Linked DNA regions of Anas platyrhynchos: regions 2 and 3 are each linked to region 1. Evidence: chromatin contacts called from public Hi-C data. All regions are on one chromosome and are shown on one strand. Each heading gives the region's core, a stretch centred on a gene start, on an enhancer-like site or on the middle of the called end of the contact. The rest is flanking DNA. Distances are from core to core; before and after follow the strand shown.

What was found. Hi-C and Micro-C count contacts between places; a contact is called where the count stands out from the background.
Region 2: a contact with region 1 is called in a Hi-C map of liver, with 2.0 times the contacts expected there. The contact joins two enhancer-like sites. A contact is called at or near these places in 2 of 8 Hi-C or Micro-C datasets (liver and subcutaneous adipose tissue).
Region 3: a Hi-C map of skeletal muscle shows a contact between it and region 1, with 1.7 times the contacts expected there. The contact joins two enhancer-like sites. A contact is called at or near these places in 3 of 8 Hi-C or Micro-C datasets (liver, skeletal muscle and subcutaneous adipose tissue).

The regions. Positions count from the first base shown.
Region 1 is chr5:65,927,252-65,930,802 of IASCAAS_PekinDuck_T2T, reverse strand. It overlaps a transcript of MICAL2 not described here. Among named protein-coding and RNA genes, the nearest start is that of MICAL2, 17 kb to the left of the region's middle. Within about 2 kb of position 2,297, at least 7 of the 8 cell types and tissues checked have an H3K27ac peak or open chromatin away from gene starts, as enhancers often do.
Region 2 is chr5:66,000,974-66,004,632 of IASCAAS_PekinDuck_T2T, reverse strand. The region is part of intron 15 of MICAL2 (microtubule associated monooxygenase, calponin and LIM domain containing 2); the gene reads right to left. Among named protein-coding and RNA genes, the nearest start is that of MICAL2, 56 kb to the right of the region's middle. Within about 2 kb of position 1,417, at least 3 of the 8 cell types and tissues checked have an H3K27ac peak or open chromatin away from gene starts, as enhancers often do.
Region 3 is chr5:66,026,532-66,030,307 of IASCAAS_PekinDuck_T2T, reverse strand. The region is part of intron 25 of MICAL2 (microtubule associated monooxygenase, calponin and LIM domain containing 2); the gene reads right to left. Among named protein-coding and RNA genes, the nearest start is that of PARVA, 47 kb to the left of the region's middle. Within about 2 kb of position 1,332, at least 1 of the 8 cell types and tissues checked has an H3K27ac peak or open chromatin away from gene starts, as enhancers often do.

The sequences.
Region 1 (3,551 bases), core at 1,048-3,547:
GTGTTTAGTTTGGCTTTTGTCATTAGGAAGTCTTTGTTCTGCAGCTTTCACGTCTTCCTTCACAGAGGTAAAATAAGGTAACATTTTAGGAATAAACATGTACAGAAAAGTGAAAAATGTCCAAGAAATCTAAGAGGAGAAAATCTACTATTTGAACCTGGCATCTGGTTTGCTCAGTTTATACATGAGAAACAAAGGCTAGTTATTGCATACATTTTTACTTTTCGATTATGAAGAAAACAAGACCAGAAAACAAAACAAAACACTGAAATAGCATTTAGTGCTATTTTTGTAGGTCAATGTACAATGAAAATTGAGATACAGTTGGAAGAAACACCAGGCAAGACTGGAGTGTGATTTTTTTGTTGTTGTTGTTGTTCATAAATTCCTACCTATACAAAAATTAAGTGTAAATATTAAGTGTAAAAATTAAGTGTAAAAATTGTTCATTTTTAACTGTTGCATAATGGTAAACTCCTTTTTTATAGGCTGCAGTGATTTGAAGCCTGTAAAAGTGACATTAGGAAATGCAAACCACTTTACAACAGCATGTCCCTGTAATCAGAGGGTAGCTTCTGCAGCAAATTCACAGCTAGAGCTGTCTTCTGTGTTTGTATATTGATTTCACCACTGGTAAATAAAAAGAATTTGTGTGTGTCCCCCCCCCTCCCCCCTTACAGATGTCTGCTTCAAAATTCAAGGTTTTGAAGAAACCTTCACTTGAAAGCCATTTTAAATATTAAGCATCAATAACATTAATCTTGAAAAAAATAATAATAAATTAACAATCATGATACTCATGATATTGTGAAATCTAGTGTTAAGATCTAGAGAAAAATGAAGTGATACATGACATTTTAAAAGTTTGTATTTACACACACTGCTTATTTAATTTAATCATGGTATGTCAACTAGGCCCATCCAACAATTTTAGCATGCATGATAAAAGGGATCTTTTATCAAAAGGAATTAAGGTAAGACAAGCAGGCTAAAAAACAGACTCCTGAGAGATCAAAAGGAAAAATAAAGCAATTTGCTTGCCTGAAGGACAGGGAAAGCCCCATTTAACTAAACTCCCAGAAGGAAAGGTAGCATGTACATAGCCTGAGAAATTCCATCAATGGCACAATTTATCCTCTTGATGTCATTGAATGGTTAATGACTGTAGATACACGTAAGAATGATCAGCCACATTCTGTTCTTAGCTGTAGCCATGCAACCCAGATGTGAGCAACCAGAGCTTAACCGGTGGTTGTTTTTTTAGATCATTTACTTCAAACGTTCATTTATGTGCGTATAAATGATGGTGGTTTGTGTCCCATATTTCTTCTGCTGCTGCATCCCAAGCCGTTCCTGTAAGGCAGATTCAAGGTACTGTGGAGATGAAAATGATGGGTACAGTGGGGATTTTAAATGGACTCCCTGCTTCCCTGAAGACATGCTGCAAACACAAGCCGTAACTGCCCACCCAGGTTGAACAGGCTGTGGTCCAGACCTGTCCTCACACATAGCCTCCATTCACTGCAGCTGGATTTCACAAGAGCGACTAAGGGCAGAGCGCAGCCGTTGTGTTTCAAAACATTTGCAGAATGATTGGACATAATTCTTTGAAGAGGATTTAATTTTCTTAATGGGTTTGAGTAAACCATCAGCCTCCACAGCTGCATGGGGAATACTTCAGGAGACTTCACGCGGCATACTTCAGCAAAGCAAAAGTGCACAAAGTCATACCTGTTGGACACAACATCTCAGAACAGAGCTGTTCCTCTCAGATTTCTACTGCACAGTATATTTTAAAAATATTGAACTAACCAATCTCAATGACTGATTTTACTGTACTAGAGACTAGAATTTTTTCCTCAACAGTATAGTTAATATTCCTTCTCACATAAGCATTTTAATATAAATATACATATGAAAGTGCCTTCATCCCTGAAGCCAAATGAAGGTGTTCTTTTGAAAGCGGAAAAGTTAAAACTGTAAGCAGATGTCTCTGAAGCCAGCTTGCTTTCAGTGCTCATTCAGCAAATACCTTCTACTTGCTTGCTTTCAGTGGCCAAAGATCTGACTTCTGCGCTCTGAAAAATGCCCGTCATGGTGCCTGGGTGAGTTGCAATGGTCACGAGTCCATCAGTTCTGGAGGCCAAGCTGAGGAAGCTTGAGTTAGCAGTGCCATTCCCCACGTGCCTCTCTCTGCCTGACTCACCTTTCTGACACTTTTCCTGCCCTGACTGGACTGGTCGTACTTGCACTCTGCCCTCTGCTCAGCCTATCTCAGCAAAACCCATGTGTTAAGCAAGCAGCTGTCTGTTGCAATCTCTCAGTGAGAAGCAGGAGGCCCATGGAGACCAAGGGCACTCTCTAGAACAGGGCAAAAAATCTTCCTAAAATGACCAAACCTGTGACCTTGTTATAAAATCTGACTGTCCTGAAAGGATAAGGTTTATTCCTCACTGCCTCCTGTCTGCCAACAAAGAATCTGACCCCTTCAAATCAGCACCAACTTACATGGCAGGGAGCCACAGGAAAGCTAGCACTTCAGGTTAGCGTTCCCTTTCCCCTGCTTTAACCTTTATAATCAAATATCAAAAAGAATGAAAACAAACCACTGCTGCAGTCATTGGCACATTACATTTTCTGTTCTCACCAGCACATTTTATAGGTCACTGTTAGGCCAAGGAAACATAACACAGCGTTCCTTCCCCCCCCCCCTCCCCCCTTCCCCCTCCCAACCCTCCCCTTTTTAAATTTGAAAGCAGGTATCTTCTTCCAAGCTAAATACTTTTAACTACTGGACTTCACAGAAAAAGAAGGTCATAAGCTGACTCATCAATAGCCATAATAAATGTGTAAAAGATCCTGGACATCGGATCATGTAAGTTATATGAATGGCAGGTATGAAAGATGGTCACCACCCAAGAAAACAGATGTATGTGTTCTTAAGGTTTACCATGATTTATGAAGTAATAAACATCTTACAGCAGAGCAAAATGTCCTGGGCCTGATCATCTCACATATTATCACCTACATGTATCTATACACATCTTTTATATACTTGTTTTACACCTCATGCACAGAATGAGCTCTCAACTAAATGAAAGTGGATAAGGGAGACACTTTTATGCCACTTTGTGTGAGGCATAAACATACAACAGCTTACTTTTACAAGGTGACTTGCTATTTTCACTGAAAGAGAGGACAGTAGTTAAAAAATCTAAGAAATAACTGTAAAGATGCCTTTATCCAAACATTTTATATTCCAAGCATTTAAAATACTGAAAAAGTGTCCTTTGTAGTTACTATCTAGCACCACCAGCTGGATGCTCTAAGGAACTAAGACCTAGATTTTTACTGCTTAAAGATGGAAATCCTAGCAAAATGATCTTATGTTCCTGTACACGATTCTTCTCTTGCTGGTAAAGTATCAGCTGTAAATACCTGGCACCAATGGCATGACAGGATGACCTGGCTGAATTTTATTCATTTTGTTCAGCAGCAGCTGTCAAGTGAAACCTTGGATATACCAAAGGATGCCCATCTGTATGTTTTGT
Region 2 (3,659 bases), core at 168-2,667, 75 kb before region 1:
CCCCCAGCTCAGGAGGATTGCTCCTTGCACAAGAAGCCCTGCTGGCAGTAGTCATGTATGTAACAGCAGCCCTGACTGGGAGCTCCTACTGGGCTCTGCTAGGGAAAATCCTACACTTTGTTTAACAGAGGACCTGCAAGCCTTGTGTTTGCCTATTCCTCCTTAAGTATTGATGACTTTGTAACTCATAAAGCATTAGCACACACTTGAAGAAAAAGGCATTTGAGCATCAGTTATTCTGTGAATTTTAATCTACACTACATTGGTTTCCAGATAAATATGGCAATCCAAGACGACTCACTCTTCCACTATAGCTCTGCATCTTTTTCAACTGCATGCAGACCATGTTTTCATAGTGCAAATGTGTCCCTTTTTTTGGAGCAATTGTTCTCTGCCTCAACAATTTCAGAAATATGTTATCCATCTCCCTTGCAGGGTTCTCCTTCCCAACTCTGGTTTTACACAGTAGTACTTAAGCAAGCAAACAGCCTATTTTGTGCTCAAGCTATACATGAAGCTATGCATGTATGCTGTCATTTTACTGGAAATTACACAAACAATATTTCTCACTCAGTTTGCATGAACTTGCAAAATAGTCGATACTTAAAAATTTGTGTCTTTTCTCATTAAATTCAGTCTTTAAGGGACAGCACAATTTGTGTAGTTATGACATGGGGGCTTTTTGTCTTGTAAATGTCATGTTAGTTTATATTTTATGAACAATAAACCACATTCCACTTATTTGAATTTGCCCACATTGCAGCTCAATGATTGCTCAGCGAATTAAAACAAACAAACAAAAAAGAATAAGGAGACAAAGATCAAAGAATACAGGCTTTCTTTTTACATATACACATTTATAATAAATCATTGTGCAGTGAATAGAAGTAATCTCAAACATATTTTGGGCAAGCACTGAAAGAATCAGAGGACAATATTTTGATTACTTTGTATGCTTTGGTATACTGCCTTTCAAGCACCAGCTCTCAGTAATCCAGTTTTACACTACCTATAATCATTAGTCTACCAAGAAAAAGTGAACAGCAGAACAGCACAATGTATTCTGCATAATAATCTGTACCACATAAAAGCAGAGTTTGTCTAAGTGAATGAAGTAAACCAGATGTTGCCTTTCAGAAGCAACATAAAAAGACTTTTATTAACTTACTTACAAAGAAGTGAAAAACAAAGCAATTTAATTGCCTAGCAGAACTCCAAGAAAGAGGATTGTGCCCTTTGTTGTGTAAACACCTTGATTCATTTCTTAGTCTGGAGCACAGGAAATCTCAGTTCCTCGCAAACTCTGCTGACACCAGTAGGAAAATGGAAAACATCACCAAGACCTGCAGAGGCTACTGCCATACCAGCTCCAGCCTCTGCTTCCCGGTCTTTCACCAGCAGCACGCAGATAAGGATCCCCTGTCTAGCCAGATAAAAGAACAAACTGTATGGTGCAGAGAGTTCAGTAAGCGACACATGACACTATGTTACCCCATGTGGGTTTGGACTTTTCACAATACACAAATGCTCTCCTACTATCATACCTGGACAACGCTCAACACCACTCTCTGCAGGGCAAAGAACCACAACACCACAGCCACACTTTAACTCAAGCAGTTGCTTTCCAAGGAGCCTCGTTTCCCAGATAGTTTCTGACGGTTATGGCCTTTGCAAATCTCTGTCCCAACTTGAGCAGTGTACTTCTTGCCAAGCTTCATGTCCCGCCCATGACGAGGCTGCAAATCCTCATATAAAGTAAGCGGCCTTGATAGTCTCACTCCCCAAGCTGATTTGCAAAATATTGCTTCCCCTTCTCCTTTCAAACAAGCCCCTTTGGTGTGAAACCAAAGGGGCCCATCAGGCAAATCACCTCATGCTTTCATGTAGTGCCAAGAACTACACCTCCTGTTATGAGACAAGGCATATTTCATGACAGGAGGTTAGTCAGAGGGCTGTATGCCTTAGTAATGGAAAGCTTTCCCCACTACCAGAAGTCTATTTACTTCTGCAAATAACTGAGAGAAAAATAACAATATTGTGGTCACAAAAAAAAAAAAAAAGTTTTTCTTCTAAAGAAGTCACCCACAAGAAAATGCAATGTTTATTTTGCCTATTTAGTTTCTCACTGCTTGGTTAGCTGGGAAACATGTCACTTTGTTTTGTGTGTATGTGGGTGGCAGGGAAGAGTTATTTCCTCGCAAGGATATATGAGGTTACTGGGCAGCTGACTGTCCACTGGTTTTGAAAATATGTTTGGGGATGGAAAAAATTTGAGATGTAAATTAACTCTAGGAAATATCTGGAAATTCTCAAGTACTTTTTCAGACGACTGAGAAGAACAAAACACAACAAAAAAAATCAATCCACATTTCTACTACAACTGAAAAGGTAGGATAGCAACAAATTTAAAAAGCAATGTATTAAAAACATTGAGACATGTAGTACATACATGTACACCTGTAAGGACACCAACCACAGAAACAAGTAGAAAAATTGTATTTCTGCAGGCAAAAATTAAAGAGTATTTGCACTTGTAAATACTGAGTGAAAGAAACAAAAAAAAGACAACCACCACCAACCAACCACCCACCCACCACCAACAACAAAAACAACTAATTTATTTTCTACATATCCCAGGAAACTCAAAACCTGGAACAGTTTTGCATTAAGTTGTATTTCAGAAAACACGGAAGTTAAATTCATTCTGGTGGAGGAGTATGGGCTGCTGTCTAACTCATGTTGGTTAATCTGCATCAGTTGGATTAGAGCAGTCTCAGAGAGACACTGCTGCATCAGAGCCAAGTTTTGCAGACACTCCCCATTTAAAATGAAGTTAAAATGAAGATAGGTTTGGCTGTGAAAGCAAAGCCCCTCCTTAAGGTCTCCCTTCAGCAGAGGCCCAAGTTAATGAATAGACAGAGGGTGAAAGTTTATTACTGAATAATTTCATTACAGTAACTTTTAAATTAAATCATACAAAACTTTTGAAGTTATAATCCATTCAGAAATACAAAAACAATACTCCCACTGCACGCAATCCTATGTCAGACAGTATTAATTCCAGCCTCCATACCCCTTCAAAGCCCTGTAGTCTTTAATTACAACATGTACAGGCATGGATGTGTTTCATACAGGGACATAAACAGGGCATGTCAATAAGTTTTCATTAATATATGACAAGGAGAGAAAAGTATATGGGTATGTATGAATACATCATTATTCTTGGTCATGTTAGTCAGTCTTGCCCACTGTTTGTCACCCTTGCAGGCTTTACATTTATATGCAGGGTTTGAAGGGCTCTATTTATATAGAAGGGTTTGAAGGGCTCTCAATAGCCATACCCAGGGAACTTGCAGACTTTCTTCCAAAATAACAAAAAAAAAAAATCCAACCATCCACACAACAAAATATAAAACTTAGCATCTAGCATTACACAAAACCTCCTAAAATGCCTTTTGAAAAAATTCCAGAAAGAAAATACAAGAGACAATACAGGTAAGAGAGCCAAGATCTCCAACATTTTAAATTGAAAACTGCAATTTATAAACACACCAAATAAAACATCCTCCTCCCCTTCCTTTCATTTTTGCTGAAGAAAATTGACATGGAGAATTAATATGATTTCTCCCCAAGTACACACAAATTCTCACTGAGATTAA
Region 3 (3,776 bases), core at 83-2,582, 100 kb before region 1:
CCATTCCCTCTCCCTAAGGACAGGGGGCACATAAATGTGACACTCACAGCAGCACAAAGCCCAAATAACAACCTCCTCCCCACAGACAGCATGGGGCCAGATTCCTCAGCCACCAGCTGGCTGCTAAGTTTTATTGGCTTTGCTTCAGAGCTGCTGCTTTGCATGTGCCTCCGCCTGTGTTGGACAAAAATGGTCAGATGTCCCACTGAACCCATCTGAAAAAAAAATCCAAACCAAGCCAGCTGCAGCAGCCAGCAAATCGAGTCAATGCTTTTGTGTCATAAACAACTGAAAGTGTTCATGTTTACCCGCCCTCCTCACCTTCATTTGGTCTTAAATTGTGAGAGGGAAATTCATTTTTAAGCAAGATACGATGGTATTTCTCAGCTAAAACAAGCCAGACCAAATGAGAGTCATGCACAAGCAGAAAGGGGAAGTAAGCCTTGCTGAGCTAACCGAAGTATAAATATATCAACTTATACAAACTTGGGAAACATCCCTGAAGGCAGATAAAAAACAAAATACAGAAACAGACAGAAAAACTTTTAAATGGTATCAACCTCTCCTCTGGGGGCACAGAACTCCCAGTTTGCAACCAGCAAAAAAGCTCCTACAGGGAGCCTGGTCCAGAAAACACCTCGTGATTGCCCTGAATGCTCACATCCAGAGCAGTGATATCTTAGAACCCTGCCCATGTTGCGAATCTGCATGAGAACCTTGTTTGGGGGGAGGAAGGAGGAAACCTACTGGAATCAGCCGTCACAACCTGCATTTGGGATATGATGTATTGGCACCTCTGCCACATCACGCATTTGTGACTCACTGAAGCCAGTGGAACAGGAGCAGTACTTACCCAGAGCTGTCACAGCAATTCAGTAATGGCAAAGGGCTTTCAAACCTTCAGATGAAAGGCACCAAAATCCCAGGTGCTGCTGCTGTTATTGTGCCCAAAAGCACGAGCTACTGCTGCACTCTTGTGACAGGGACAAGGTTTGGGCAAGCTCAGCTGCATCACCTTGCCACCTGGTTGCCAGCCCTTCCAAAGCCAGGGCAGTAGTGCTCAGGGAAGAGTCCTTTCTCTCACTGAAGCACAAAGCTAACAGATAAAACCCTTCACTGAAGAAGTAACCTGCATTTGCCCACCCCTCCTGCAAAAAGCACCCCATCTCAGCTTGCTCAGTGCTCCCCCTCCCTCCCCCCCTTAGGACCTCAGCCTAGCTTGCTGGCAATCCTGAGGCTTTTAGCCTGCCATTAAATAACTATGTCACCCTATAATTCATCCACAGGATGTGAGGACTCTGCCTGGCCTTGTATAGAGCTGCTGACTAAGGCAATGACATGAATAAATAATTTTGAAGTGGAGTTACTCATAAAAGTAGGCAGCTCCAATGGTGAAAGCAAATACCAGTTGGCACCAAAAACTGACATTAAGAAATTCAGTCAGCAGACCACAAATTGATTTGTAGCACACCCAGCACACATTACTGCCTCTCTAGCTTCTTACTGTATAATATACCCCCCAAAATTATTTATGGATCCTGCTTAGAATACATCAGTGCTTTAAGCAAGCTGCAGGGGCAGAAGGAAGGTGTCTTCAGTACTGTGGAAGCACAATTGAAATGAACTAAGCAAGCACAGGGATGAGATAGAGAAAAAAATAGTCACCAGGGAAGCCCAGCCCACGTGGGACTTTGAGATGAGAACACAACAAACTATGACACCTTCAGCTTGCTCAGGCCTTCATCTTGCTGTAATATGCTGGCTACCAGCCCACACTGGAGCAAAACGCCAGCTCAAACCTATTATAACCTCAGCTGAGCCCTGTTGCCTCTGCTTCAAAACATGCAAGGCTGAATGAGAGCATTGCCTGCATTAGAGCTCAAAACCAGACACATACCATTGAGGTATTTCAGATCCACCCTAGAGGGCTATAGGGCTTCTAACAGCACCCCCAAACTCGTGTCCTCTATTTATCAAACTTTGATTTTTCATCACACCCAGGAAAACCACCACCTAAACTTCTGTCCTTGAAAAAGGACTTCAGTAAGAGACATGTCTGACATTTCACAGGTTTCAGTTCTTCCCACCTGTCTATTCCTTTTTACTTGAGCTTGTTTCATTTGTCTATAGAATTCAATTCCATGTTATGGCATCTAACAAATGGCAAAAAACAAAGCCAGCCTGCTTTCCTGTTTCTGTGGAGGTGCTTCTCAGCAGAAGCGGGGCCAGATTACCTGACTGGCTTCCAATCACCGTTACCTGCAAATGCTTTTGTGCTGCCCCTTCTTCCCCAGGGCCTAGGGATGGGCTTTTCCACCACCCTCTCCTCCTGTCCCCACAGCAGCAGTGCATCTTCTCCTCTCCCCCTGTGAGCCCAGCCCAGAACCTACACACGTTCTTCAACAGCAAAGCACTTTTTCAAAGCATCCATTACTTACTTGATGAACAGACACTTCTGAATTCAGGAACAAAATATAACCAGGGAGCTTGAAGAACAAAGCAAGACAGAGCCCAAAGAACACAACTTTTGAATGCATCCAGGATGGTGTGTGTTAACACTAATACAAACTATGCAAAAATGAATACAGAGATAACAGAAAAGGCAACTAACTGAAAACCTATTACATATACTGTATTTTTATATTTATGGAAATTTGCTTAAAAAAAAAAACAACAACAACAAAACACAGCAACACTACTGTGGTAAGATTGTCTATAAATTTTAGATCAATTGTATATTTTATCAGAACAATTTGTGTTAGTCTGGTATATTAATGCATGTAATAATTGCAAATTCAGAGTGCAGCCTCAATGGTGTAAGTCTCTGTAGTGATCAGCAATTTAATGCCTGCTAAAATAATACTTTTCTTTACACAAAGATTCCAAACACCAAAAACCTTAGAATAAAATATGAATTATTTCCTGCAGAACAAATACTGAAAGAGCAAATGCAAGAACATAGTAGCATGCAAATTTCTTTGTAATTTCACATTTCAGAAGAACATATTGGAAATTCCAGTCATTTCAAATGAGTTTGGAGCCCACCACCTGATGAGATGAGATCAAAGCTTCTGTTCTTTTTATGTTAACACAGATCATGAAGAAAAGGAAAGAGGCTTGCGGAAATATTTATGACTAATATGTATACTTGGCTCAAGCCTTAATACATAATGTCTTCTGATCTTCACTGATACGATCTTCTAGGAAAAAAAAATCAACTCATCTGCAAACATGTCATACTTCAAAAATCATAAATATTGATGCAGAATTCAGGGCATTTCAGAACGCATTGTCTTGATTGAAATGTGAGGACTTAGTGATCAAGAAGTGAATTAAAGCCAATTACAGTAACTAATTGCTATAATGTTGTGGGGAAACACAGATTGTAGCCCTTCCTTGAGGTTGGAATACATAGAGAAGCAGCTTTCACTGGCCTTTTATTGCTGCAGCAGTCTAGAAGAAGCTGAGAGGAACAGAAATTATTCTTCTTGGTAGAGTTAACGAAAGACTGACATTTGAGTCCAAGTCATTTTAAGAAGGTTTGTCTGTACTTTTTCTCAAATAAAGGATGCTTAAAAACGGCAAGATCTTTTTCATTACAAAGTATTAGTATAATTATAAGAAAGGATAGTTACCTTTACATAACTCTGGCATGTTTGCTTTTCATTAACTGATACCTAGGCAGGTAATGCTGTGATACTCTACGAATGATTAGTCTAGCTTTTCGAAAAAAGAAAAAAGCACTGCTTTGCATTTATTTCCAAACCAAATGGCCC